Linked DNA regions of Athene noctua: region 2 is linked to region 1. Evidence: chromatin contacts called from public Hi-C data. All regions are on one chromosome and are shown on one strand. The core of a region is the stretch at or near the end of the contact, and the rest is flanking DNA. Distances in the headings are between cores, read along the strand shown.

Region 1 (2,730 bases), core at 82-2,581:
TGCAGACAGACACTGGCAAGGTGTGATCGATGCTGCGGCACCAGTCAGCAGAACGAAACATCCTCCCCGAGCTGAACATGGAGTCAATCACCCCGTTATTTAAAATGCCGGGAGCAGGCGCGAGCCAAGGGGAGGGATGAATTTTTAATATTCCAATTTGCTTTTAGAAAACAGATTATGCACTGAGCTGGCGTCCCCGTCCATCAGCCCGACCAGCTGCCAGCAGCCACAGGCCAGAGACGGTGTGATATATGCTCTCATTAATTTAAAAAACAAACCGGCACCGTGGGCAGAGCAGTATCTGGGAAATGCTTTCTCACAGCCACTCTCCTGCATTTAATTAACTGCGTGTTTACCACCTCGACATCCCCGAGTGGTGATTCGTTCCCAAGTGAATCAGACCTCTGATCGATTTCCAAACGGAAATTTCAACCAGAAAACAAAACAACACACAACCCAAAGCCATCAAGGACACGCAGGGAGGTTTCTGGGGATGTGCCCTTCATCGACGCCCAGCCAGCAGCCGTCCCTCGCACCGGGGGACGGTGTTTGGGTCTTGGGTCCACTCCACGGGACAGCAGGACCCGATTTTATACAACCACAGCAACGGGGTCAATGATGCGGAGCTGGGCGCCGCCAGGAGCATCCCGGCGAGTCTGGGGTGCCGCTGCGGGGCGGGGACGAGCCCCGAATCCCTCCCGGCAGCACCTCAGGCTGGTCACCCCCCAGAGCTGGGGTCTCACCTCCTGCCCAGCCGGCTTCGCCCAGACCCGGCCCTTGAGCGGAGAGGCGGGAGCCCGGCGGCTGCTCTGCCCCTCTCACCCCAACACAGGGAGCCTGGGGTGCGCTGGCCCTTTAAGAGCTCAGCATGAGGCCCGCTGACCCCTGAAGAACCTGCGCAAGATGCGCTGGCCCTTTAAGAGCTCGGTACCAGGTGCGCTGGCCCTTTAAGAGCTCAGTACCAGGTGCGCTGGCCCTTTAAGAGCTCGGTACCAGGTGCGCTGGCCCTTTAAGAGCTCGGTACCAGGTGCGCTGGCCCTTTAAGAGGCGGCCCCGCGCGTCCGGCTCTTTAGCAGCCCCCCCCGCCGCCGCCGAGCGCATGTGTGTGCCCCCCCCCCCAATTCCCCGCCGCGGGCCCCGTCCCCGCCGCTCCGGCCTGGCCCGGCTCCGCCGCAGGTGAGAGGAGGGAGGGAGGGAGCGAGCGGGGAAGGACTCACCGCGCCCGGGCCGGGCCCCGCTCCGCCCGCCAGCCCCGGGCCGGGCCCCGCTCGCTCCGCTCCGCCCGGCGGCCCGGCTCTGGCCTTTCCCCCCACTTCCGGCTGCGGGCCCGGGCGGCCCCTGGGCCGCGCTCCTTGGTTCCGGGCTCCGCCGGTTCCCCCCGAGCTGGGCCCCAGCTGGTCTCTTTAGCTTCACTTTTTTTTATTTTTAACCTTAATTTTAATATCTTTCCAGCTTGGCGTTAGGCCTTTTAGCTGGTCTCTTTAGCTTTTTACCCCCTTTATCTTAATTTCTGGGGCCTAATCCAGGCGCAGATAGCAAGCAGTGACGTTTTCTGCCGTGGAAAACTTCTCGGCTGAGTTTCTTGATGGCAGCCCTTTGGCTCCGCGCACAAACACAACAGCCAGTTTCCTTCCCGAGACGCGGTTTGAATGGGTTTTGCTAATGAAAAGCTAATCAGTGCTGTGTGCTAATGGCATCCCCGGCCAAAAATACAGCGGATCTGCTGGGAAGGCTGAAATCAGCACCCTTTGTGTGAGCCGTACCAGCCTTTCACAGCTATCAGTCCACACGCTGTAATTATTGCAGTTGAATAAATAAATGAAAAAGCTGCTATAAACAACAGTGGTGTATGTGTATATCAAATATATACAATTAACTTTCCATGGAGGCAAATGCAGCCACCGAATCAAAAAGTATTTGGCTTATTTAATTTGTTTTGTAGATAGGAGAGTCTGTGATTTCAGCCAGCCAGTGGTAAAACAGGGAAAACACTTGACCCTCCTAATTAATTTGCTGCCAAGGGATCTTGGTGACAAATTAAGAAGCCCCAGGTCTGCCTGCTGCACCCAGTTACAATTTCAATTGTTCACACAACTAAAGGAAGGGAGTTAAATGTATGCTCTTGCCTTCCTCTGGGAAGTTTTACTATGGTGCAGGTGGATCCCAGAGCTTTGTCTCTAAAGCTCGTTTGTGCTTGCTTAATAAGCTTCACAGAATCTTTGAAAGGGAAATTTCTGCTCCAAAGGGCTCATGGAGGCCTTGAGAGATCCTCTCAGCCACCCCTGTGGAATCAGCTCTCCCTGTGTTGTTCCTGATGGATTTTTCTGAGCCTGGGCTAGGCACACCTCTGGTGACAATAATTCCATGCTATTCCCAGCAGCCTGTTGTGAATCACCTGTATCTCACTTTTGAGCAGATCCTTCACTGTCACCCAGCAACAAAAAGCTCTTCCCCTGGAAGAGGACAGGAGTCCCTGTGAACAGCAGAGAAGGGATAAGTGCAGGGTTTTATTGTACAGTGGTTTCCCGTTTACAGTGGGACCAGGGATGCTGCTGTTGCCACAGAGGTCTTCACAAAGGCCAGGCAGCTTTTGGTGTTCTCCCTGTACACCTGAAAATATTTCCAGAGCCTTTGCAGTGAATTAAAGTGTTAAGGCTTTCTACATCTTCCACGCAGTGCCCCAGCATGAGCCCTGGGGAGCTGAGTACCTGCTCTTCTGGCTGTCTGGGC
Region 2 (2,730 bases), core at 99-2,598, 150 kb before region 1:
GTGCCTGGTTCTGTATTTTGGGACAAATAAGGACTTCCAGAGAATCAGAAGCTTATGCTTCCTCTGAGGAAGACTGTCATCATCTTCCTCTGGTGTTACTCCACCTGCCCCCTCTCTGCTGTGTAGGTATTTATCACCTCTCCAGATTTCCTGGGCTCTCTTCTGGCTCAGATGGCCCTTGTAAGACACTCCCAGGCGTAGTTTTCTCTGATAAACAACGTTACAGCTCCTTCACCTCTGAGCTTTTAACCTTTGGAATATAAAATTTCTATTTGTCCACATCTCTAAAAAAGAAAGAAGTGTCTCTTTGGGCCATTGATACCTCTTAATAATCTGCCTTGCACTGGCACATTTTGGCTCTGAAAAGAAGAGCTATAAAGTGGACTTAGACCTTCCTGGGGCAAAACAAACTCATTTCTTAGGCAGGCAAGTTCAAGCTCTGCAAAAAAGAGCAGAAAGGGGAGTGGGTCGTGGTGAGGTGCAAGGTGCAGTTTGAGGACTAAGAGCCTGAAGCATCAGCTGGTGGGTTTGGAATTACCCAGGACTGCACAAGGGGCTGCTTGCTGGTAGTGTTTGGCATTTGCAGAATAGAACAGAAGGGGTCAAGTGATGCATCCTTAAAAAAACCCCAACAAAACAACCACCAACCCGCAGCAAATTGACAAGTTTTTAAAGCAGTACAGCAAATTTTGTTGCTGGTTTGTTGTTGGTTTTTTTTTTTTTTTTTCAGAATAAAATGACTGATAAAGGTTTAGTGATATTTTTTTTTTTTTCCCCCCAGTCTTTGCAGTGAGTAAAGTTCCAGGAGTAACCAGGTCTGCTAAACGCCTGGGGGTAGGGTCAGAGCTAGAGACTGCCCTGGGGCTTCCCTCCCCGCCGCCTCACCGTGCAAGTTGGCTCCGTAACCGCCCGTTACCGCTCCCGCGGGCACGGAGCCGCAGCGGGACCCCCGCGCTGGGCAGCGGCTGGAGGAAGGCGGCAGGAGCGCCCGCGGCGAGCCGGAGCCCCTCACGGGTGCGGACGGGAGCGGCCTGCTCCGGGGCCGAGGCCCGCGCCCGCTCCCGAACGCGCCCCGGGGGGGTCCCGCGGCTTCGCCCCCGGCCGGCGGCTCCGGGCCCCGGCGGCGCTGCCCCCCCCCGCGGCCGGCAGGGGGCGCCCCCGGCCCGCCCGCCCGCAGCGCGGCAGCGCCGGCCCGGCGCGGGGAAGGAAGTGGCGGCTCCCCGCGGCGGTGGGCACGGCCCGCGCGGGGGGATAAAGCTGCCCGGCCGCCGCGGCAGGGGCAGCGCCGGGGCTCTGCGCCTGTCCCCGCTTCCCCGCCCCGCAGCGCCGAGCTGCGGCGGCCCGCCCGCCTCGCCTCTTCCCCCCCCCCCCCCCCCTTCCCGCCTCCGCCGTCCCCGCGCCGCGGCGGAGCCGGCGGGTGAGGAGCTGCCCGCGCCCGGCCCACCCTCGCCGGGGATTATGCCAGCGGAGCGCGGGCATGTCGGCAGGCAGCGACTCGTAGGCAGCGGCAGCCGCCGAGCCGCGGCAGCAGCAGCACCGGGAGCCGCGGCCGCTGCGCCGGGAGCAGCCGGTGCGTGGTGAGGGGGCGCGCGGGGGGCGGCGGGGCGGGCCCCGGCACCTGGTGGCCCTCCCGGGCCGGGCCGGCCGCTGCCTCGGCGGGGGCGGGAACCGCCGCGGGCCTGAGGGCAGCGGGGGGGGAAGGCCGGGCCCGCGGGGCGCCTGCAGCCTCCCCCGAGGGGGCCGGGGCGGCCCGGCGGGCCCCTCCCCGGGGCCTCGGCGGGTGGCGGCGGCGGACCGGCCCCTGCGGGCCGCGGCGCCGGCGGGTGCCCGGCCGGTACCTCCGGGCGCTCCCGCGGCCTGAACGGGGTCAGGCTGTCTCGTCCTCGCCCTCGGGCAGCGGGAAGCCTCGGCGGTAAAAGTTTCCCGAATAGAGGAGTAAATGACAGGGAGGGACGGGTCCGCTGCGCCGCGGGGGCTCCGGGCGCTGCAGCCATAGCAGCACGCTGCCTCGGCTCCTCATTACCGATACAGAATAATGAGGCGTTCGTAGCCGTGCTCTGACATACCCCGCGGGGGTACTAACGAGGTTTGGTTGTGTGACACCCCCCGCCGACGCCCCGTTATTCCTTTCTCTCTGTGCTGGCAGGTCGTAGGCAGCAAAGACCTTTCCCCCTCCGGTCGTGGTTTGAGTGTCGGTGTTGGACAGCCGGGGACGGGCACCCTCCACACCGGGCGTTTTGTAATGGCGGGGGGGTGATTTTTCGGTAGGTGGAGGCTGGATGTGGAGGAATCTGCGCTGGGTATCGGGGAACCGTCCGTATGTGTGAGGCCGGAGCGGACCGGGCCCACGGGAGAGCCTTCATCCTGCCACGGTCCTCCTTGTCCTCCTTCCTCGGTTACCGCGTCTCTCGGGCTTGAATTTCAACAAATTCAGCTTTGCCAGAGGCACCGCGTTAGAGACTTGTGGAGACTTTGTCCTGGAGGGGGTGGCCCACGAGCCCCCCGGCCGAGGCCTGGCTGTGAGGAGGGGGCGCGGGCGCTGCCCGGGGGTGCCCTCCCTGCCCGTGGTAGCAACCGAGGGGTGAGACCGGCAGCGGCCTCGCAGCAGAAACATCTCCGAGTAATTACAGCCGAGGGAGAACCTCGCGGGGGCTCCCGGGGCTTGAGCCGCCCCTGCGGTCAGTGAGCTGCGGGGTGGCCGGCTGGAAGTCGGCCGTGCTCCTGAGGCAG

Evidence for each region. A called contact is a pair of places that touch in the nucleus more often than the background predicts.
Region 2: a contact with region 1 is called in a Hi-C map of heart, with 3 times the contacts expected there. The contact joins the promoter of PITPNM2 here to the promoter of ARL6IP4 in region 1. A contact is called at or near these places in 2 of 2 Hi-C or Micro-C datasets (heart and liver).

What each region holds. Positions count from the first base shown.
Region 1 is chr17:3,716,095-3,718,824 of bAthNoc1.hap1.1, reverse strand. ARL6IP4 (ARF like GTPase 6 interacting protein 4) reads right to left here and starts at 1,331. Exons shown (of 6, transcript XM_074921187.1): 1 at 1,218-1,331. It overlaps OGFOD2 (2-oxoglutarate and iron dependent oxygenase domain containing 2), which reads right to left. Exons shown (of 6, transcript XM_074921182.1): 6 at 2,488-2,730.
Region 2 is chr17:3,864,167-3,866,896 of bAthNoc1.hap1.1, reverse strand. PITPNM2 (phosphatidylinositol transfer protein membrane associated 2) reads left to right here and starts at 1,348. Exons shown (of 25, transcript XM_074921469.1): 1 at 1,348-1,570.